Linked DNA regions of Anas platyrhynchos: region 2 is linked to region 1. A link is a contact called in public Hi-C data. All regions are on one chromosome and are shown on one strand. Each heading gives the region's core, a stretch centred on a gene start, on an enhancer-like site or on the middle of the called end of the contact. The rest is flanking DNA. Distances are from core to core; before and after follow the strand shown. Region 1 has its middle 5.5 kb from the start of TMEM273. Region 2 overlaps C6H10orf71 (chromosome 6 C10orf71 homolog).

The links. Hi-C and Micro-C count contacts between places; a contact is called where the count stands out from the background.
Region 2: a contact with region 1 is called in a Hi-C map of small yellow follicle, with 2.6 times the contacts expected there. The contact joins two enhancer-like sites. A contact is called at or near these places in 4 of 8 Hi-C or Micro-C datasets (F5 follicle, skeletal muscle, small yellow follicle and 1 more).

The regions. Positions count from the first base shown.
Region 1 is chr6:22,634,562-22,639,733 of IASCAAS_PekinDuck_T2T, reverse strand. No RefSeq gene overlaps it. Among named protein-coding and RNA genes, the nearest start is that of TMEM273, 5.5 kb to the right of the region's middle. Within about 2 kb of position 2,038, at least 6 of the 8 cell types and tissues checked have an H3K27ac peak or open chromatin away from gene starts, as enhancers often do. A contact at or near this core is called in small yellow follicle, where this site is marked.
Region 2 is chr6:22,670,052-22,675,223 of IASCAAS_PekinDuck_T2T, reverse strand. C6H10orf71 (chromosome 6 C10orf71 homolog) reads right to left here. Exons shown (of 4, transcript XM_038181135.2): 3 at 1,626-1,791. Among named protein-coding and RNA genes, the nearest start is that of C6H10orf71, 20 kb to the right of the region's middle. Within about 2 kb of position 2,428, at least 2 of the 8 cell types and tissues checked have an H3K27ac peak or open chromatin away from gene starts, as enhancers often do. A contact at or near this core is called in small yellow follicle, where this site is marked.

The sequences.
Region 1 (5,172 bases), core at 789-3,288:
GCAAAAATGGTTAGATTAAGTTTGGGTTTATCACAACTGAACCGACATTGGTATTTTGGCCTGATTTTAAAATGTAACAAAAGGCAATTTTCTGTCTGAATAGTTTCAAGATTCACTGTGAAAACAGTTCAATCAGCATAAAAGTACCTGACATACATAAAACCTCTTCCTTTTGCTCCAGAGGTGTAAGCCACATGTTTATAAGCACATGTATACCATTTCAATAGGGCAAATGCAGACTTTCCAGGGTAAAAAGGGGCTAAGGGCTATAGTCAGCCCAGCAGCCTCTGTTTCTTGCCCCCCCACAGTGCCATTTTCAATTCCCACATGCCTGTCTTTTCCTTGGCTGCTTGATCTGCTGGCTGTCAGCCAAAAAGGGCCTGCTGCATGATCTAACACAGCTCTCATTGCATTTGACGAGACTGTGACCACGAGTTGTACAAAATCTTTCCTGCTTCCCAGCTCTCCCATCACCTCCAACACTGCATCCTGGCCTGTGCAGGACACAGAGGACCTATTTAACTTTCCTGACACCAGCATTGTTAAAACAGGACCACACACATAAGAGCAAAGTACCAAATCACCTTCACTACAGCAATTGAAAACAAGAACAAATCTGTCAGTTCTGCCACCTTCTCCTCCCATCTACCTCCCTTTACTCTTCCCTTCAAAGCCTAATTAATTCATTAAAACTAAGTGTTATTACAGGTGGGCAGTTTACTTTTGTCACCCTCTTATTGTACACCCTAAAGAAAAAGGATGCTCAGTACCTCTAGAAACTGTTAATATCCAAAAAACCTTAAGAAGCTGTCAAACATGTCAAGAAAAGGCAAAGTTAAACACTGAGAACTCTGACTGCACTGGGTGTCCTATCTTGCTCTTTTTTATTATTCTTTTAAATAAGGTGTGTATATATATATATAAACACATATATAGAAATGTGTTTTAGAAAAACAATAGAGGCACTCTGTTTTGGCAATGGTACCTTTATCTTCATATCATTTGATTTCCTCATTTCTTTTCTGGGTACCCTGAGGTTTACCATTAACACAGCTATTTACATTTATATTCTTATAAACACTGGCTAGAGATTGTGCTCTGCTTCCTGAGTTAACAGTAAAATGAACAGGATGATTTTCAGAAGAACAGAGAACCTCTGGAGAGCAGAAGATGCTGCTGCTCTGTACCCCGACACAGCCTGAGCATGGCTGGGATCTGCTTCCCAGTCCTAGACCCCCATGAGGTGCAAAACTCTCAAGAATTTGAAAAATAAAATAAAATAAAATAAAAAATAAAATAAAATAAAATAAAATAAAATAAAATAAAATAAAATAAAATAAAATAAAATAAAATATAAAATAAAATAAAAATAAAAAACACACAACTTTTCCTCTGCATTAGAATCACATAGCATTTGAAGCGGACTAATGCAAAACCTTTTGCCTTTGTAGTTCCTTCAAAATTTATGATTGTTTAGCTTCCTCTCAAGTCTAACTCCAGTGCCAGGTTTCCAGACTCTCTATTGTTTAGTCTTTTTCCAATAACCACAATGTTCTTGCAAGCATTTTATTCACAATGTCCTCACTGTCCACAAAGTCCAACACACCTGTATTTCTCTGCTTACACAGAGTACAGGTGGATGGGAGATGCTAGAATACTGGTGGGAATTGGGCATACTTTTACCCTTTCATTCTCCTGCTCTGAATTTTCCTGGCCCTTCTATTTTGCTCTGTGCATGCCACCTGCAAAGAGTAAACGGCCATTTTCAGAGGCTGCTTAGCAGCTTTCTAACACTTCAAAGGTATTTTAAGACACAGCCGGGTGTATCAGAATGTGCAACAATGACAAAGCTGGGCTGCCTTGGATGTTTTGCTCATGTCGTATGAAAACCTACACAGGAAAAATTCCAGCAATGCTGCCGCACTAAAGGAACTTTATCAACACAGCGCGCGCCAGCAACCAAGACACACTTGATAAGCAGAGGAGCAGACACTGTCATCCAGCGGGTACTGCAGCTTTTGTTTAAGGTCGCCCAAGCCTAAACTCATTGCTCAGAGAGCAGAGAGCCAATCTTACCCCCAAGGACATCTTTAATGAGTAGGGGCAGCACAGCTTTGTGGCACTGTTGCTTCACCCACAGCCTCCCAACTCCTGTAGCATCATTCCCAAATTCCACAGCATCCCCACTGTGATTCACAGTGCTTCAGAGAAAAAGTAGCACGTGGAGGAACCTCCTCCTCCAGCAGCTCGCTCAGACAGACCTCAGCAATGAGACAAATGCAACATAGTGAGGTTTTCCAATGGGCTACTGCACATATGGAAATCCACGGGATCTGGGCAGAGGGTCCTGTCTCTCCCTGAGCAGACTCACAGCTCCAGTGTGGAGCTGACCTGTACAGAGGAGCTGTTAGCTGAAGCCTGATGAAAAAAAACAAGCAGACACCTCCATCCTGAGCCTAACCCAGCTTTCTGGTAGAGTTGGATCAAGTGGTAAAAGCCATCGCCTGTGACAGATGGAGAGAGGGCTCAGCAATGCCGAAGTGCTGCTCTCTGCTTCATGCCCACCCGCAGGAGCTGCCCGAGCTTGCCGGTCCTCATCTGCCAAAGCACCTGTTTATACACACAAAGCAGCTTCCCTGGTATTATACAAGTTTGTTCTGTGTTCAGCACAGGGGTTAGACAATAAATAAGGCCCACTACTCCCACATAAGGATGGGAATAAACAGATATGCTGAACAACTGCCCTCTTCACTCTGCCTCATTCACTGTTTCAGATGGGGAGAGGATCTGCTCTTGAAGCCAGGTGGGAACAGGACAGGGAAAAGGGGACAGGAAAGACTGAGCACCATAGAACTGTGTTACTAAAGACAGCCATGGAAATATGCAGCAGCTTGATTTAGCAGAGCTTATTTCTGATATTTCCCATGGTAGCACAAAATAGCATTTCCAAAAGGTTGTCTTAGGGCAATAGAGTTCTTCTACTGTTATTTTTGGTAGTGTTTTCTAGGTGTTTTTTTGTTTTGTTTTGTTTTGTTATTTTTGTTTTTGTTTTAATAAAGAAAGGAAAATACAGATTAGGTTCTTTCTATACTGTAATAAATACTTTCCACTCAATGCAAGAAATCCATCCATGCAATAGAGGACATACAGTCAAAAAGCAACAGGTTATCCACGTGGGAGTATACACATTTTTAAGACAACCAAGACAAAAATATTTCAGGATATCTCCAGGGGGCAGTGTGGGTGAGAGGTGGGATCCATAGATTCTCTATGCCATGTTTTCCTACAACAAGGCAGACATGATCAGTGTTGCCCGTGTGTGCTCCTCAGCCCTCCCAAGTCATCTGGACTTATTGAACAATTTCAACTAAATTTGATTGAGGGTTGAGGTATTTGCCAGTTGGTGAAGTTTTTGTAGTTTTAAAAGAAACTTCCCCCTGAAAGATGTCTGTATGGAAAAATAATCCCTTTCAGGGGAAAAAGCAAGTCAGGTCAGATGGTCTCAAGCTGCTAATAAAATGTGAGCTGCTTCTATTGAAAATAAAACAAGATCAAACTACAAAAACAAACAGAGCTGCTGTCTCCAGTGACAACTGTTTGCAGCCTTGTTTTTGGAGGGACACAGGCCTTATGTTGTCTCCTCAGTTCCTTTAACCTGGTAAACTTGTGCTCTGTGTGTTCCCACACGTTCCTCCCAGTGACTCATGGGCTGCTATGTCGAAGGCAGGATCCTGACCTCTTTCCTATTTCCTTAGCTAAGTGAAACACTTCCCAGTCATCTCAAGCATCAACACGTCCTTCTCATTCTACACCGGCAGCTAACTGACAGGCTAGCTGGTGGCATTATGAGAAGCCTGAAAGACTCTTTCTTATTAATCTTCTAACCTAAATAAACTACTTCATACTGGACAGTTTGTCTCCAGTGTTTATAAACATGTTATACAATGGGCTCCAGATCAGATTAGGGTTGTCTAAAGACAAGTAAGAATACAAGTCTCTGTAAAATCATTCCTCTGAGCTGTGGGCTACAAATGCACATTATGCTGTAAGCTATGTTTCAGAATCACCATAGCTAATCCTAAGAACAAATCTGCAGGCCTAAATGCACTACTCAGAGCTTGATAGCTTTCCTGGAAAATTTTTAGCTGTTCAAAACTAAAAAGGAATTGAAATCCTTTGGTGTAAAGCATCATTCCAGAAACAGAATCAGCAGGTGTCCCAGGATCCAAAACTTTACCTGGTCTGAAACCCCATCTAGAACAAATTTGACTGTTTTCACACACCAGATATGCACCTTTAAAATGAAAACATTAGCCACATGGTTTGCTATGTTGATTTTTCAACCCAAATTTTTGTGTGCCTACCTGCATTTCATAGAACCATAGAATCATAAAGGTTGGAAAACCACCTCTATCTGGTCCAACCATTCCCCTACCACCAATACCACACACTAAACCATATCCCTTAGTGCCACATCCAAGCTTTCTTTAAACACCCTCAGGGATGGTGACTCCATTTCATCCCAGCTCCTGAAGTGCTAGCTGGCAGTTGTTAACCCAAAAGATACACAGCTTCCCAAAGAGATGCATAAGTGCTTTCCTTCACCAGAGAAGATACTGCCATCTGCTATACCCATCTTTCCTGCTGCCAGCATAACACAAAATCAGTCTGGGTTAGAAATGTAAAAAATGTTCTTTGCACATTGATACAGACCAAATGAACAAATAATCCAAATTCACCTGGTACAGAAGAAATTAAGTTCAGAAAAAGTTATAAATTCCATGAGGGATACTACACGATTTTATAAACCTTGTGAAAATAGAGCAAGATTTGGGACAGGAGATCTGCAAATTGAAAAGTCTACTCAGCTGAGCTGTGGACTACTTTGGCATTTTCTTTTCTGATGATGCATGGAAGAGACCTGAGTAGACATGTCCCAAAGCTTTTTTTTTTTTTTTTTTTGTCTCCTTGCACCTCTCTGAGTTGGCAATAGCACTGAGCAATAGTGTCCCACAAGTAAAATCAAGGAAAAAAAATAAGAATTTTAAAAATTTACGAGCATATTCCTTCATAATGAGGGGAAAAAAAGGGAGGAGGAAAAAAAAAAGAACACTGAAATGTTGAATGGTTTCCCATAGTATTTGTTAACATCAAGGGAAGAAGGCGCTAAAT
Region 2 (5,172 bases), core at 1,179-3,678, 35 kb before region 1:
CAGTAGATAGTTTAGTTATTGGAAAGTGTCACTAAAAATTATTTCACATTAGATTATTTACTCTAGTTCTTAAACAAAGACTTAAGAGCCACATTTCAAGTACTTTCCCTTGCATACCTCTAGCCACTAACACTTCCAAGTGCTGTGCAAGTGTTTGGCTAAAGAGGTTGGCCTTTTTTTTTTTTTTTGGCTGAAAAAAAAAAAAGGTAAAACAGTAATGAAAGAAAAGAAAACCTATTTCAACAAAGAATGTCACAGTACATCATTGCACACTATGTCTTGAGAAAAGAACTTCCACATGTCAGGCTGGAGCTTTACTGTGACTTGTACCCTGAGCACAGCCCTTGCTTGAAAAAGCAGAATGGCACTGCAGCTAAAGCATAAAGAATAATAAAAAATATTTTACTGTTCATTAGCATGTTCCAAGCAAATATTGCTGAGGTAAAGTGCTTTAGCCACCCATATCCAGATATGGTTGGGTTGGAATATTGAAACTGAAGAGCCTGCTAATATCAACTTAGCCAGCAGAAGGCAGGAGTGCCTAGGGGACTCTAGCAGTCCCAGTAAAGGAGCACAGAGAACATTTGGTTTCAGTTCCAAACAGCTGAGAGCAAATAGTAACCCATTCCACATAATTATAAAATAACACAGCCTTCCATTAATCCCTGGATACAATGTGAAGGCAGAGCCCACAGCAATATCTATATCCACATCAGCCTGAAGACAGGGTGGGGGAATCATTGGATGGAAAGAATATAAGCAAAATAGACCCTTCAGCTATACTTGAAATGTATACTCTAAAACCCTTTAGAGTTTTCTCTCTAAACTCTTTAGATACTTATTCCCACACTCAAGGGCTTGAACAGGCTATTGACTATACGCTGCAGTGAAACTCACTTTAGGAGCATTTCCAAGAACAATGTAAAACCCACTCCCTAAAGAAAGTCTGATCTGTATTTCCATTTCCCAGTAGAATTGCCTCATTAACTTGTGATGATCTGAAACAGCGAAGTTCACGTCTACAGTAGCATCCAGCTTCTATACAGGTGGAGGTTATCCCCATCTACAGTTTGAATCTACTATCGAACTGAGTAATGAAATCCAGATTTCAGACCCTCCAGCTGTCCAGGTCCACAATTCCACTTTGTCATGTCTCCATGCGACTCTTGGAAATGACATATTTTCTCAGTAATGACTCAGTGCTAGTCCAAGTATGAAAAGTCAGAGAAACCAGGCTTACTCAGCTGAGATAACTCAGACAGTTCTTTCTTGAAATGAAAACACTCTTCACCTTCCTTTATTATTAAAAAAATAAATAAATAGGGCAACCTATTTATAAATTTAAATTATCATAGTGAATCTTGATTCTGTCCTCCCAGCCATACAATTCCAATGACTTATGCAGAACTACAGTAGATATACACCAGAATAAAATGAGCTTAGTAGAGCTTCTCGATTTTATGTTTTACAAAGATTTTTCAAAACAGAGCTTCATTTTCCCTACCATACATACATTTTTGTGTATAATGCAGCAAGGAAAAAAAAAAAAAAAGACCAGAGAAAGGCCATCCTGCTCTTGGCTGAGATGCTTAACTCTTACATGAGAGGGAAATTCAGGTGCATACCTGCCATGTAATTTTGCTTCTCAACTCTAGAACTTCCTCTCATGCTTGTATTTGGCTTCATCTCTGACCATCTTTAGTGAGGAGGTAAAAACAGTCCAACAACGTAGATGTGACAGAAGGAGTATATTGGGACGTTTCCAATCTTCAGCATTTTTGATCTTGAGTTCTACAATTCAAAAACAAAGACATTTGTTTGCACGAGCTGAAGATTTTCTCACATGCTGTACTCATTCATTCATATGTTCATTTACATTTTAGAATGATTTCAGGAGTGATTTACAAAATTTCTTACCAAAAGAGACAGGTATCCATCCCACACTGATAATTTGAGGGTTTGGTACCTTGTGGAAGGCAGTCAGGTTCCTAACAGACAACAGTCAAACAACCTTCAACACAGTAGCCCCACCAGAGACCAGCTGCCGAGTGAGCAATAACCATTGCTGTCTTCCCACTCTAGAGGGTGGGTGATTTCTCCAGGTTAAAAGGAGGGATTGGGCCACCAGATGACTTCTTTCCTGCTGTTCTCTACCTCCCAGCTGTGCTACCCTTCCAGAGGGACTACAGAGGAAAATGAGTGCCTCCATTCCAGCTGCATCTGACTTCCTACTGCCAGCAAGGACAGACAGATGTCCATCTGCTGGGCTGGGAACTGAAGCAGCTGAGACCTGAAAACCCATTGTTTTTACTGCCTCTGTTGTAAAGAAGACCAAAGGTGGACAGCTGGGATGGTGAGGGGCAGTAAACAAAGCATCTTTTTGCTTCTGCACTTGAGTCAGAATAAGGAGACGCTAAAGGAAAGTTCAGCTATGGCAGACACACATTGCTGCTGCCCATTTGCTGGGGAGACCCCCAGGGATTTCAGGCTAGTGTGTCTAATACTTGCAAGACAATAGTTATTTCCTACAGGGAGAACTTTCTGGCACTAAGGTAGTGCAAATGGGACATAGAAGTAGGTAGTGTAGATTTTCCTGAAGGAAGAGCCTGCTCTAAGGAAACGTCTGTGTCAGTCTGCAGCAGTCAAAACACACTGGCCAAAGGGGCAACAAAAGCTTGCCTGCTGGGATGGTCTCCTACACCTTATCTGAGGAAGGAAAGCTATCTCTGTTAGTCTAAGGACAAGCTTGTATCAACTGGAACTTTTCACAGTCTTTTTTAAGATTTCTGGAAAAAAAAAAAAAAAAAAGTAGAAGCAAAGAAATACCAAAAAATGCTACATTTGGTTGTAGACAGATGTAAAAGGGCATCCTCGCTGCAGAGATGTGCCCAGAGATTAAATTACAATTTTACTGCTTCTGTGGTACTCTTAACTGTGCAAAGCCAACACAGCCATGGGAGCATGTGATTATGTTCTGGCACACTCATCAACGGAGCTGTTGACTAAATTCCAGTGGCACAATGCTTATCACTATTTATTGGTGGTGATGCCTGAACTAGGAGGAAGCTTGGCTTTCAGATATCATGGACAGAGGTCTGAAGAAACATCTTGTCCCTTGTAAACTGAGAACATTTGCTGAAAAGTGAGTAGGGTAACAATAAACATGGGGATTGTGATGTAATCTCAGCAATTATTTTCCTAGATGGAGTCACTGTTACAAAAACAACTCAGCGCCACTGATTAAAGTAGAATAGTGACTGTCACTGTCTCTGAAACCCTTGTGAAGATCCTTGTCTTGCCTGGACATAACATTAACACTTGGGCAGTGTAATGTTTCAAGCTGGAAAAGATGTACCTACACCAAGTGTTCAAGATGCAGATCATTGCAAGGACTGAATTGAAATAGCAGGACTGTACTGGTCTAACTATTCCTTATATTTGTATAACATCACCTTCCAAACTGCTGGGCAAAGAAAGCTGTTTATAGTTGGCTTGGTAACCCGGTAAAATCACATTTCCCTATCTATTTGGACAAGTATGGAAGCCTGCAAGCAAGGTACAATGTCTGAATTTAGCTCAGGATTCAGCTAGTTCTAAAATTTGGGATATGTGATTTTAGTCTATTTATTTTCAATATAGAAGAAAGCAAATCTGAACGTTTGAAACTGCTTGGGAAATGCTGAGGAACATCTCAGGTGTTTGCAGTAGGCACCACCCGATACAAGCTACTGGAAAAGCTTTGATGAATGTACAGATTTCAAGGAGCTTAATCAGAAATCAAACTCCCTTCCCTTCTAAAAAAGAGGCTTTTTTCAGGGGATCTCTTACATGCCTAGCAAGTTGTGATGAGGAGGTTAAGTTACAGAGACTATTCCTGGCCTGGCACAAACTGAATGTCAACTGTTTTCACTAGGCAGGAGCTGGGTGAACCAGCAAAGCTGGCTGCAGTGTGTGACATCAGTGCTGCTGCAATACAGAAAGGGATGGTTGGTTCCTCCACCCCCCTTGGGCTGGTATTTGGCTGAAATATTTTGCCGTGACACATCGCGGTGGCATTTTGGCAGTGCCTTTGCAAGTTACATAGCAGTCTGAAGTCCGCAGCACTGCATTTCCCTTGAGGATGGGAAGGGAAGGGACAGGGAAGGAAGTTTGGTTGTATGTTTTTCATCTTTGCGAGCTGGTTTCTTCATGTGGTGTTCTCTGTATGGCATCCATCCACAAGGAAGCTCAAAACCCAGAGCCCTGCAGTGACTGCTAGCTGCTTGGACTGCCAAGAGTGTGTGGGTTGGTCATACTGTGCTGCATCAGAACCAAGTGTTCCCTCAGACCTGCCCTAATGCATGGGCATCTCCACAAACACTGCCTCTTCTGAGCAGTACTCAGGGCACATGGTCTGGGAGGAAGATTACAACACCCTCACCAAGGAGCTGCCTGGCAAGAGAGACAGTGATATTCCATTCACATTTCCCTGAACCATCAGGAAAGGCAGTTTCTTCATAAGGATGGTCATAAGGTGAAAACTGTTAGCACAAGTCTCTGTCTCCCTCATTCAGCAAGATCACTTTCATTTATGCATGTGGTCATTATGGGCAGCCACAGAGAGTTCTGCTCGATGGAAGAAGAACCACTTTACTGAAATAAAAACACCTGCTCCAGCTGATGGTGGATGGAGAACTGGGGCTATCTGGCTTATATTGAAGACCCCAAACACTGAAAGAAATGACTAGCACAGAACAAGGTGACTTCAGGTATTGTGCCAACTGATCATTGCACTGAACGGCAAGGTGAGGGAACTGTGTGTCTGGACCACATCAGTGTAGACTGGGGTCCATTCCCCTTGTGGATTTGGCCCAGCAATTGTGTCTTGAACAGCTTGTCCTGGGCCAGAGAAGAGGAGACACTGTTCTTGACTTTAAGCCAACTTCTGTTCTCAGTTACACTGGTATAAATCTAGAGTCATGTTACTGACGTCAGTAGAATAACTGAGAACAGAATTGGTGACTCAAAATACATCTACTTCCTAAGCCCACACCGGTGCATTGTCCAGAAGGCTACATGAGTAACTGTAGCCACAGTAAAGAGAAATCCAACATCTCTACAGAGACAAACATCGCCTCCATGTGGCATTCAGACCAACATGAGAAGGAATGGGATTTGGAACCTACACAGTTA